2 separate regions of the Drosophila melanogaster genome follow, and region 1 is linked to region 2. The links are chromatin contacts, called in public Hi-C maps. All regions are on one chromosome and are shown on one strand. Each heading gives the region's core, a stretch centred on a gene start, on an enhancer-like site or on the middle of the called end of the contact. The rest is flanking DNA. Distances are from core to core; before and after follow the strand shown.

Region 1 (7,074 bases), core at 3,304-5,803, 41 kb before region 2:
TGTGTAGATTTATTCTTAGGCATTTTGGGTGGGTGGTATAACTGGGTTAGGTCTCGTTCCGATGATGATTTTGACTGAATTTTATCTTCTTTTTGGTAACTTATTTCACTCTCATCATCTTTGTCCTCATGGGCTTGGCTTTTCGCTGAATCTTCATCTTGAACTGGACTGATTTCTTCTTCACACTGCTTCTCATCTGCTGGCACCTTTGGATTGTTTTTAACACTAGATAAATTATGATTTATTTGGTCTGAGCTCGTGCTAGCTGAATTGTCATTTACCTCGATTCCTGGGACTCCGTATCGATCCTCCATCAGGCTGTGATCGATAGCCATCGCCTGCTCGTCCTCCTCCTCAAAATCTAACTTGGCTTTCTTCACTTCAATTGGCTTTTGGATGCTTGGTCTTTTGGTGCGTTGCACTAGATTAATTTTAGCTTTTTTGGATCTGATAGGTGCCCTTTTCACAGGAGGATTGACCTCCTTTAAGGGCTCTGGATCTGACGCTGTCTTGACCTCTTCCAAAGGCACTTGTGATTTTTCGTCACATTTTTTTGGCAAAGTTGTGATAACAGTTGTTTCATCGTTGGCCTCTTGAATTGAGGTCTCGGTTACCGAAGATTTCACATTTTGCAATTCGCTTGCAGTGGTATTATCTACTGGGTTTGGGAAGTTATTGTGTATATTAGTGTCCTCCAGAGCTGAGTCTCCCACTTGTAAGTCCACCAATGGTGTACTCAATGATGTTACACTGCTTTGCATTTTTACTGCGTTCGGGCTAATCCTCAGTACATTTGTACTGTCGCTGCTTATATCCAAAGTAGCATGCAATATATTCATATCGTCCATTTTAACAATCTTTCCGATGGGTAGCTCCTCCTCCTCGGGTTGCGTAACCGATGAACTAGCAAACGAACATCCTCCAAATCCAAATAGAGCACTCAATCTTTGCTCTTCCGGTGAAAGATCCATAAAGCTGCTTTCATCGAGCGGATTTTCAGCGGTCAATTGAGCTATGAAATCTACAGCGGATTGGATTTTATGCTCTGGTGATGTGGCCGCAGAAGAACTCGATTGTTCTTGACTCACTGCTGATGTGTCCGCTTGAGAATGCATATCACCTATTTCTGTGTTCGGTTCCCTATTCAATTTGGATATTAAAGGAACAGATTGAACCAAGTCGGCGTTCATATCTTTAGGTATGTTTTCTGGTTCAGGCAAATCAACCAGGTTCGATTCTGTGGTAACCTCAGCAGTTAAATGCCCTCTTTCCGAAGTTATAGGAATATATACAGGAGTACTTGATCCAAGTGCATTCACCTCTGGATAATTGATTGGTTCATTAAAGGACTTAAGAGGGCTTGACTCGGTAGTCGGATCAGGAGTTGAGGGAATATATACAGGAAAATCAATTGGGTTAGCAACTGCCATAACTCCTTCCGTTTCTAAATTGGAAACTAATTCTAGTTCCACGGAATTAGAAGTGGCCTGATTTGGTTCAGACGAATAACGATTTCCAGGTGTTGTAGGCACTGATGTGGGAAAGTCTATTGCCTTGTCTTCAGTAGACTCATTCGATTCAATAATTGTTTGTTTTGTTGATTCTACAGGTAATGGATTTGAACGAATACTTGAGCCAGCTGAAAAGTCTGTTGCTTTATTTGGCTTTGGATTATACAAAGGAGCAATATTTCCTTTCAGAGTTGGTGATGAAAAGGGCGACGTTCGTTTTGGTTGAAGTATTGTGTTAATAGTGAAATGAGTATCCATTGTGGAAATAACATCCTTTGAATTAAGTGTTTTCATAGCTTGAGGTTGTTTCACCTGATCCGCCTGATTACGAATCTCTTTGGCCATCTCGGCCAGTTTTTCCCGTGAAACCTTAAACTTATTGGCGTTCATAATAACCTTGCCCTTGATCACTTTAGATTGGATATTTGGTGTTGCAGCGCTATCCGGAGAATTTGTAGCTTCCACCGGAGCATTGGGCAGCCGAAGCCCACTCAAATCGATTTTCTCGTTGGGTGCCAACACCTTATGCTCCAGCACAATTAGCGGCGGTGTTGGACTCCTATGAAGTTGTGTGGGAACCGTAGGAGCTGCTCGAGCTATAGGAACCTCTGGAGGTGGATATGGTTGGCTAAAAACATTCGTAGTTTGCTGTACTGGAATCCTCTGTGGACTTGGGGAAACTTGATGCACTGTCCCGTGCGGGTTCACTAAGGGACTGTCACTCGATACGCACATGGCTCGATGTTTGGGCAGCTGATTTACCAAATTGAGCAAAAGTGGCGGCTGCTTTTGTCGGACAGTCAAGTCCGCCTTGGCAATGGACATGGAAGAGGCTGCCGGAGCTGGGGAAATCCCGCCACTGCGAGGAGCTGTTTCGTGGCAAACAGGTGGTGGCATCTTAGGCGCTGCTTTGGAAGTTGTGGGCTTCTGCTGAGCCTGCGTGTTCGTGATTAAGCTCTTGTTTAGTATTCTGTTCTTTAATAGCGCCTTCACTTGTTTGGAACGGTCACCATCCGTTGGATTTGGAGTCGGCTGGATGGGCACTATCTTCTCGATGTGTTCCGAGATCATAAAACGCTTTACTAGAGGCTGAGGTGCTAAAAATTATAAAAGTGAAACATAATTAATAAAGGAAACTATAAGCAGAAGAACTTAGGAGCAAAGTTAAAGGAGCACAGTTTTAAAGCGAAATAAGCCATCTTATACATAAAAGATGCAATTCATTGTTAAAGCAAACATTAAATAAAACCATATAGAGCATGTATTAGCAAAAACAATCGCACACACAAACGGCAGTTTGACCGCAATGGGATTTGAACCCGGGCCAAAAAGGGAATTATGTTGCCTCGCATCGACGCTTCGTCCCTAACCTCATTTTGAGCGCGCACTTGACGATTGAACCACCGAAAGAGTACGAATTGTTGTGGCACGAGTGGGTCTTGAATCTAGTTTGCCAGACGAGTAGTCAAAAAAAATATTTACCCTTTCAAGGGTATCATATTTATGAATTAAGCTCATTATCCCTATTTTACAATTAAGTGTAAAATTTTATTTGCTTTTGACCAATTAAATTTTCATAATTTATGGCTTTACGTAGTTAGTACTCTATCACACAACAACAAAAATTAAATGATTATTGATTAAACTCATTATTCAATTGTTAAAATTTAAAAAAAAGTTTTCGTTAAAAACTTTTTGTGTTACATTTAACAACAACGACAAAAATATTGAAGTGTTCTAGTATTAGCAGTATATTTCATCTCATTTCAAAGAAAAGTACCAACTAATCTAAATGTCCCGAATTAATTTTTTTTTGGTTTTTTAAATTTATTTATTAAAAGAATATTAAAATATACATAAAATATCCTTGTAAAACATGTGATTCTCTTGGCTTATTAAAATATCGATCGTTTTAAATAATTAAATACCAAATTATGTTATTCAATATAAATTTTATTGGCAGTATGTTTTGGAAATAATAACGTCCTGTTTGACAAGTGAACATATTGTAGATGTTCAGATACAGATACAGATGGTTAGCCATCCTAATATTTCTAACCTATAGACCTGAATTTTTAACAAAAATAGACTTTTTTAAACTAAAAAAAATTATTTTAGGTTGCCATTCGAAATACGTAAAAAATAAAATATATCGAGATACACGAAAAGAAAGTGAAGGCGCCGCACTCACTGCGAGACGAACTCAGAACAATTAATACAAAAACTAACTCTTTGACAATCTGTCGGCGTCTCAATCAGTTGCACCATCGTTTTGGTTTTCGGTACTGTGCCCAAAACTCGTAGAAGCATTTAGACGATTTTCGTATCACTTGGTACAAAACCCCTGGGTTTGTAACGGTTTTTTGGGCGATGCACAGCTTAAAGCAAATATATATATATACAAGTATGCATTACCAGGCTGACGCAATTGTTGTTGTGGCGACTGCAATTTGCTCTCTGGCGCAGTTGGCGTCGACTGCGCTGCGGCAGAGGTGGAAAGACTGGTGGACGATGGGGCGTCCACCCTCTTGGCATCCAGCTTCTGCTTCCTAAGCACCTCGGCCAGCTGCCTATCGAGTCCAGCCTCCTTGAGCTTGTTGAAATCCAGCTGAATCTTCTTAATTATTCGCTTGGGCGGAGCTGCAGCAGTTTTGGTGGCGTGTGGAGGAGGGGCGCTGGTGGGATTACCGGGCTTCGGTTGATTAGAAGTGGTGGTCATTGGCGCCGGTGGACCCATGATGACCTGTTTGCTGGAGTTGTCCATTTCGCGGTTACTTTAAAAATCGCATAAGACACTGGCACTGTTTATTCCACGAAAATGACGACAGAAATCGAAATTCTTAAACACTCGTTGCTTCGATTTTTCTCAAGTCCGACGTAATCCACGCAGTGACATTTAAATAAAACACGCTTTTCGAGGCCTAGTACTTGTCACCAACACTAGTTTACTTTAGTTTAGATCGCTGTCTAGACATTTTTCACTTTTTAAATTCTAAAAAAGATCAAGCATGTGCAGCTCGAATTAATAGTGTGACCGCTTTGAAAAAGTAAAATATTCTCAAAGCTTCGGAACGAAAATATACCAAAATATTATATGTAATTCTTTAAAAAAACATCGCAAAAGGAATATATAAGTTATTTTATGTATATTACAGTTTGCAAAAATTTGACTATCATTAAGAATTTTAATGGATTTATGAAACATTCTATTATTTATTTAATACTTTAATCCTGCACACGAACTATCGATTGACTCTGATAAACTACCACCCCTAACCGAATTGGCGTTTCTTGACAACCCTGTTCTGTACAACAAATTTTCATGAAATTTTACCAACGCAAAACGTTTTTCCTTCGTGCGGTTGAAAACTAAAATAAAGTTTACAAAATGGACTTCCAAAACCGCGCCGGCGGCAAGACCGGCAGCGGAGGCGTAGCCTCCTGGTCGGAGACGAACCGCGACCGCAAGGAGCGACTGCGTCAACTGGCCCTGGAGACAATCGATCTGAACAAGGATCCGTACTTCATGAAGAACCATCTGGGCTCCTACGAGTGCAAACTCTGCCTGACGCTGCACAACAACGAGGGCAGCTATTTGGCCCACACGCAGGGCAAGAAGCATCAGGATAATCTGGCAAGAAGAGCCGCCAAGGAGGCAAAGGAGGCACCCTCTTCGCTGCTGGCGCCCGAGAAGCCCCGCGTGGAACCGAAGAAGTTCGTCAAGATTGGACGACCCGGCTACCGGGTGACCAAGCAGCGTGAACTCAGCAACGGCCAGCAGTCGTTGCTCTTTCAGGTGGACTACCCGGAAATCACGGAGTCCATTGTTCCGCGTCACCGCTTCATGTCCGCCTACGAGCAAAAGATCGAGCCGCCAGACCGCAAGTGGCAGTACCTTCTCTTTGCCGCCGAGCCGTACGAGACCATAGGGTTCAAGGTGCCGTCCCGCGAAGTGGAGAAGAGTGAGGGCAAGTTCTGGACGCACTGGAACCGTGACACCAAGCAGTTCTTCCTTCAGTTCGCCTTCAAGTTCGAACCTAAGATCCTGCCGCCACCGCCGCCGAATCTACATAGGGCACTAGGCCCCCCAGGCGGATTCCCCATGCCGGGACCGCCACGTCCTGCTATGCATCCCATGTTCAATGGCGTTCATCCACCGCCACCCATGCTTTCAAACAACTAATTCATCGACAATGTTTACGGGATTTCTCCAAACGCAAGCCGATTACCACAGAAATATTCAAATAATAAACAATTTTCTACTTAATACAACTCGAGGGTTTTTGTATTTGTGTTTCTAGCTTAATAAATTGAAAAAATATTGCTGGTTTTCTTTGTAGCTGTACGACTTACAAATCGATCGCGTTTAAGGTAATTATCTTGGATTCTATAATTTCTGCTTAAATTAGGTAATGTACAACTTATTAATACACACTTGGCTGGCCATCTCCGTTCGTCAATTACTTTTAGATCTTTTCGCGCTTCTTGAAATTCCTTTTCGAAGCGCAGCGGGTGATTATATTAGAAACGTGTGGCTTATGCTCGAAGATCTTCATTAACTGATTCTGTGCCTCGTTGATGCCATCGGTAATAATCTTGCTGCGTTGAATGTTTCCCTGCAAAGTAAATTGGTTTTATGTTGAGATTCAAGCATAATGGATATAAGTATAAGAGCGCACCTTTAGCAGTTCAGTGACTCGCTCAATTTCGCTGTGCTTCTCCTTGTCCTTTTCGAGATCCTGCAGCATGGTCTCCAGCCTGCCCAGACTAAAGACTTCCGATTCATTCTGTAAGAAATCAGTTCAGTCAAAGTAGCCTACCAATACTTTCGTGCCCATTGCTTACCAAGTCCTCCATTTGCGAGCGTAAATGATAAATTTTCCATCCATTGATTTTGCCCTGCACATTTGGCTGATTGGCCAGATCAATGACTGTGGCCCGCCGCTCCTCCCTTGGCTTAACATCAGTGTACCGATGAAAATGATTGTTGGCCAACTTATGTGTGGGCTTATACGTCTGTAGATCAACGGAATCATTTGTTAACTACCACAAAATGAACTGAACCTTCAACTTACATTGAGCAAAGCACAATTGCGCGGACGACGAATCACAAAGTCGACGGGATTTGCGTTCTCCTTGTTGCCCGCCACAGCAGGTGTACTGTTCCGGTGGTTGGCATCGCCTGGCGCACTGTTGGGAGCAACACCCGGGGTCGCTGCTGTCACCAGTAGTCCTCCATTGTTGTGCTTCTGCATGTACGAAGCGCCAGCCGGCGGCGTTGGCTCCGAACTTGGAGGTGGCAGCGATAAGGATGCTTGACTCTGCGTAGAGTGCTGGCTGTCATTGCTGGCAAATACATTATCAGATTATCAACATGCATCATTTGATACAACCACTCAAATAACTCACGTCGATCGTCGCGGCTTTTTCCTAGAGGAGCAGTCATAACTGGAGCTGGAGCTATTACCAGTACCATTCATACGCGTTCCTTGTTGCATCTGCGTCGATCCCACCAAATGAGGCACCTGCTGAGGCTGCTGTTGCTGCGGCGTTGGTGCTTGCA
Region 2 (6,106 bases), core at 1,436-3,935:
CAGAAGCACAAACTCCAAGCACATCCAAAAACAGTTTCTCAGAAGCTTTGAAAGCAAGTCAAAATAAAAGTGCCATTGATATAAAAGAAAGTAACATCAGTAGAAAATCGGACCATTTAATTACCGAAAGAAATACCCGAAAAGAAAGTTCGCAAGAAAGTGAGAAACGAAACCCGGATCAAAGAATAAATTTAGAAAGCCATCAAAACGCTGCTGTTGATCCAAAACAAACTACAGATCAAAGTTGTAATACAAAACGAGAAGAATCTTTCAGGCAGCGCTCAAATTCAGCACCAGAATGCTGGATACTTCAATTCGCCCAAGGAAACCCAACAAATGCATCTGAAAAATCACATCAATATTCACCGGAAAATTGCAGAGAAAAACACAATTGTCCGGAAAACGTACTTGTACTCAAGGACGAAACTTGTGAAAGTGATTCAGATGACTATGAACTCGTAAGATGCAATGATATCTCAACAGAAGAAGAGACCGTAAATGCGAACTGTCGTGAATGCAAAACTCCGGACTACAGTATAAATGCAAGTATTTTAAATCAACTTAGAAATGAGGAAAGCTCGATTAGTCCTACACAAAGCCAAATAACTTTTATCCTTGCCGACGATCAACGTCCAAATGATCTTAACATATCACAGCAGAACGAAGGAAGGTATGAAAAATATACAAATAATTGTTTATATATCTAAAACCTTCTTTATTCCAGAGAAAAGCCACCAATGGTGCAAGTACCATTTCGTATGAGCAGCACTGAAGAATTGGGCATTTCCCAGCCAAAACAATTGTGAGTGTTCTTCTTTTCCGACAATTATGATCTCTTACTTTTAATCCAAACATATTTCAGGAGGAAATTTGGTCTAAACTTCACCAGACTCAATACCAATCAATTTCAAATGGCACCAGCGACTACAAGACACGTTCGACTACAAACCCAGAAAACAAAAAGGACGAAGAATCGAAACTGCAATTCTTCTGTTGGCCAAATGAACGGTGTATTTGTTCTAGCTTCTTCGCCATCTACTAGAACGAATACAGCAGAGCAATCTATTGAAAGGAGAAATAGGAATCTGCAGAATCATCCAGGCGTTTCTGATTCTTTGAGTAACAATCCACCATCCTCAGAAAATAGACGAAAAGCCCCATCCCAAACATCTTACCCAGTACTTAGACGTATTCAAAGAAATGATTCAAACAATTCGCAAGGCGGAAGATTCATTTCGGCCAGCAGCCAATATCCTGACCAGCACAGACAAGATGAATACCTAGCTTGTGATAGAAATAATAGTGACCAAAGCCATCGCGATAGTCATCAAAACGAGGACGGGTCGCATAATTCAGCTATGGTTGGAGCTTCTGGGTATTCTACTGACTTAACTTGGACAGATCCACCTCCGAACTCCCAATTACTAGCTCCCAATACATCGACTGACGTGGAAACACTGGAAACGGTAACCCTAATGCAACCTCGAAAACTTCGTAGTTGTGAAAGTGCTGGGATCAGAAACCAGGCAAATATCAATGGGAACACCGTTCTTATAGAGACAAGAACTCCCTGTAACAGGGAAATTCTACTCCAGACCTGTGGACGACCGCCCTGTAACTCGTGTCCTTATCAATACACGGGTCTTCCTCCGAGTCTCCATCAAGGATTTACGAAGCCACCGGATCATATGCTACAACCGCAGATCTCTGTGAGTGCTCCACAAAATGTCACTCCTTTCGATGAAGGGTACCTTATAGATCCGCGGGATCAGTGGATGCCCACTAAGTCACCAGCTTCAGCACCAGCCGTGCAGCATCAATTTCAAATGAAGGAACAATGTCAGCCGGATCATGGATCCTATCATCATTTTCAGGAATCTGTACATACTTCAGACCCAAGTTCCTCTCAGGCCAGAAACCCTGACTACAATCCTCAACTAAAAGAGAACATTCGAATGCTTCCAGATGGATTCTATGAACGCACCGTGAATAAGTATAATATAACACGCATGGATTCCAACTTCCAGCCACCGGAATTTTCACTGCAGCCAAATTTTGTTCACGGAGAACAGCATCCTACTTTCAGACACCACGCTTGTCCTTATAGCAATCAATATCATCATCCGCAACTGATGATGACATCCGTTCCAGATCCCAATCGACGTTACATTCCACCACAAAACCAATACCCAGCCGAGATGTTTTGGCCACAGCAAAATGTACATTTGGATTACTATGATCAATCGGAATACCAAATTTAATCCAAACAGTTGGAAGAATACATTAAATTAAAATTACTTTAAAAACAAATTAAAATTGTCGTTCTTTTATTTAAAGTAAAAATATGGTAGCAGATCTATAAATATCGAACAAAATCTATCTTTTTAGAAAATCAGTACACAAAAATTTCAAAAACACATTCTAAAGCTTTTTTTTAAACCATCGTATAAAATCAAATTAAATTAAATTTTTAACTTAACTGAAGTTTTATTGAAAGCGTTCGATGTTATAATTTAAATATTGGTTCATTTAAGTGTATTTCAATTCAAATATCCTTCGATTTAATGGAAAAAAATAAAAATTTGCAAAACATTTTTTTTCGCGCTCAAAATGGTGATGCAAGAAGTTGATGACTATCGAAACGAATCGATAGGGTAAAGCCCGCATATCGGAACACCGCCCAGCTCTATTAACTTTTATCGATAAAGGAAAACAACATTTGTTTATATGACTAATTTACTCTTACACTCATTGTTTCATACACGCACACGATCGGAATCCGAATGAATACGAACGCGACCAATACGAAAACAATGGCCAACATTGTTGATAAGATAAGATAACTCCCGTTTCCAATGTCTTTGCTGTCTTTGCTCTAATGCACATATATCGCGCTGCGAATGATTCGAATTTGTTCAGCAAGTACGCCAAGAATTGTCAGTAAACAATGGCAACTCACGCCGAAAAGGAGTTCTACCACCTGGTACGTAAGCCCAAAGGAAAGCCAAGAAAACCGCCAAGAATACCCACAGCAGATTATAGGCACACGGATGTTGTCATATCATGTGCATAGTGTAAATACCTAAATGTTTATGCACACAACTACAGGCGCGCCGCTCAAATATGCATAAACATTTCACTTAAGAAGTCAGCCTTGAACCAGATTATATGGAACAGCTCGAAATATCATCAGCTTTTCACACGACTTGCAACACCACAGAGACTACACTACATGCTAATCCCAAGTTTCTCCGCTTCGGATGACCCAGAAAATTAGAAACTGCAATGAATGCTATGCGGACTACATCCACTTTGATCAATTGTTCAATGTGCACACAAAGGCCTTTCAAATTTTTTGATTATCAACCCAAATTCGGCACGATAAGAAGTGAAATCCAGTATTTAGATTACCTTCTGTTATCATAAATTCATATCAAACACATGGTGTAGGTGTTTGGAATCTTATTTTTAAAAGCATCGAAATGTTTGCACTTCCAAACTAAATAGTCGATCAGTGAGTCACCCCCTTTAGATCGAATTCCACTAAAAAGTATAAAACTATAGATATCGTCCGCCAAAATCCGTCCATATCTTATAAGCTGAGTCAGTCACTTCTTCGAAAGTGTACAACAATAAAAAGCCATTTAAACTATAATATTTACATTTCATTTCAGAACGTCAGCGTGTCCAAAGCTTTAAATGGCCTGGAAGCGCCACTCAAAACCAAACATGCCCGCTCCATTATTATTATGATACACAAGGCCAAAGAGGCCAAAACATTCTGGATGATCATCTCCCGGCAGCCTTTGATGCAGAGTAGATTTACTGCCTGGAAGTTTTCGCATCTGCTGCACAAGGTCCTGCGAGAGGGTCATGAAAGTGCCATCCGCCACTCGCAGAGCCACAAGAAGATGATACTGGAGGTGGGAAAAATGTGGGGCCTGCTGCAGGACGATATTGGATGCTGCATACAGGCGTATAGTAAGCTCTTGGCCACAAAATTAAACTTCCACGACAAAAATCGAATGTTTCCCGGCACCCTGAACATTTCGTTCACGGAACTCTTCATTGCTGTGGATAGGGATTTAAATTATTGGTAAGTAAAAATAGATATATATTACTTTCAAACTACTGAGACAGAACCATTGATTCCAGTTTTCAACTGTGCGTGGAAATTTTCGACTACTTGGAGGATATAATTGCGCTGCAATTGACGATATTTTCATCTATGGAAAAGTACAGAATGTCGTCGATGACACCGCAGGGACAATGTAGATTAGCGCCAATAGTTTGCCTTATCCAGGATTCCAATGCGTTGTACGATTTAAGCGTTCGGTTAATGTTTAAACTACACGATGGTGTACCATACGACGTTGTTTCCGGACACAGAGATCGCTTTCACGGTCTGTTTTTAAAGTTGAAGAGTTTTTACAACAACGTGCGACCGCTTCAGTATTTCAAGGACCTAATAACAATCCCGGAATTGCCGGACTCAAGTCCTAACTTCAAGTCCCAAAACGATTTCACCAGTTATGTACCGCCAGTGGTTCACGTTCCCCAGGAGCCCGATCCGGTTGTTGAAGACCTTGTGGATACCAACAATCACGAGCTGGAAGCCTTCAGTCAAGCCCAGCAGCAGCTTAGCATGTTGGAGGGTATAATCAGCGAGAAAGAGGCTAGCATTGAGGAGCTGTCATTCAAATTGGACGCAATGCAAAAAAATTTCGACGCACTGCAGCAAAGCTACAGACACGACGTTCAGGAGTTGCAACAGAACAATACTGTGCTGTCAAATGATCTGGTCTTGGCGAGAGAAATGTGTGCCACCTTTCGGATGCAAAATGACGATCTTGAGATGCAACTGAATCAGAACCCAATTCTTTTACGTAATTAAATGCTTATTAAACATAATGAAGTCATATAAAAATACCTTGTATTTCAGAAAAAGCTATGGAGGAAGAAGAAAAGCACAAGTTGTCGTCGGAAAAGTTTAATAAACTTAAAACTCTATACACAAAGATTCGAGATGAGCACATTCAGCTGCTGAGAGAGGTATGCAGAAACACAATATTTTCTATTTCCTATACTAATATTCATTCATATACTTTTATATCAGCAAAGTGATTGCAACAAGTCCTTAAATAAAGAGAAACAAGTAAACTCACAACTATTGTTGGAAACTAAGGAGCTTACCAATGAAATTTCCAAAATTAAAGTAAACGTAGAGGAAAAAGAGAAAACAAACTTGATTCTGCAAAAGCAAATCGAAGAGCACAAGGAGAAAATAGCACATCTTGAAGCAGTCAAAAACGAGATGAAGGAGAAATTCGATGATGTGGTTAAACAAAAGGAAATTCAGGAACTCGATATTATTTCCACTTCCGAAAACCTGAGGCTAAATTGCCTCAAAGTCGAAGAGCTTAATGGAAACCTCAATGACACCCTGGAAAAACTGTCGAACGCCGAAAGCCAAATAAATGCAAAGACCGAGGATATCGAGAAAATGCTAAAAGCTTTTGAAGCGGAAAAGGCATTGCTCTTAACTCAGATTGAACAACAGAGTGTTGAAAGTAAAAGCCATAGTGAAGCTCAAAACGCTCAATTGCAAGAAATAATGGATAACTTGGAACAAAAGGATAAAGAGTTCAATGAAGTTAAGCTTCAGCTGTCCAGCGCAGAAAGCCAAATCAGCTTAAAGGCATTGGAAATTCAAAACAATTTAAAGGCATTTGAAGCGGAAAAATCAGTGCTATTAACTAAAATAGAGCAGTTAGGTATAGAGCATAAAAACAACAGCGAAGCACAAAATGCTCAATTGCAGCTAACTTTAAACAACTTGGAGCAAAATGAGAGTGCATTACAGGTAAATGAAACCAATTTAAATCAAGAAAATTATAGAAACTGCTTTTCTTTCTTCAGCAAACCCAGGAAATTGTGAATCAATTGAGGCAGGAAAATGCTTCAGCGGGTCAGCGTAACGAGGATTTGCAAAGCAAACTCTCGCTTACTGAGGTAAAACTAACCCAAGCAACACAGCAAATTGATGCCGTGACAAGTTCGTACCAAATCTGTAGTACCGATTTGAGTGAACTCAGAAAATTGGTGA

The links. Hi-C and Micro-C count contacts between places; a contact is called where the count stands out from the background.
Region 1: a Hi-C map of the Kc167 cell line shows a contact between it and region 2, with 5 times the contacts expected there. The contact joins the promoter of CG42588 here to the promoter of Hip1 in region 2. A contact is called at or near these places in 16 of 107 Hi-C or Micro-C datasets (the D17-c3 cell line, the Kc167 cell line, the OSC cell line and 8 more) and 1 of 6 datasets of contacts at active chromatin or transcription factors (the Kc167 cell line).

Annotation. Positions count from the first base shown.
Region 1 is chr3L:12,811,733-12,818,806 of dm6, reverse strand. It overlaps CG42588, which reads right to left and starts at 4,553. Exons shown (of 10, transcript NM_140347.4): 1 at 3,927-4,553; 2 at 1-2,608. The coding sequence starts at 4,275. It overlaps Sap130 (Sin3A-associated protein 130), which reads right to left. Exons shown (of 11, transcript NM_168518.3): 7 at 6,921-7,074; 8 at 6,587-6,857; 9 at 6,357-6,527; 10 at 6,191-6,298; 11 at 5,771-6,127. The coding sequence ends at 5,978. Sf3a2 (Splicing factor 3a subunit 2) reads left to right here and starts at 4,788. Exons shown (of 1, transcript NM_140346.2): 1 at 4,788-5,779. The coding sequence starts at 4,900. The coding sequence ends at 5,694.
Region 2 is chr3L:12,770,152-12,776,257 of dm6, reverse strand. It overlaps Hip1 (Huntingtin interacting protein 1), which reads left to right and starts at 2,685. Exons shown (of 8, transcript NM_140340.2): 1 at 2,685-2,983; 2 at 3,675-4,096; 3 at 4,156-4,886; 4 at 4,943-5,052; 5 at 5,117-5,863; 6 at 5,920-6,106. The coding sequence starts at 2,948. CG32106 reads left to right here. Exons shown (of 5, transcript NM_168514.2): 3 at 1-670; 4 at 725-802; 5 at 863-2,307. The coding sequence ends at 2,261.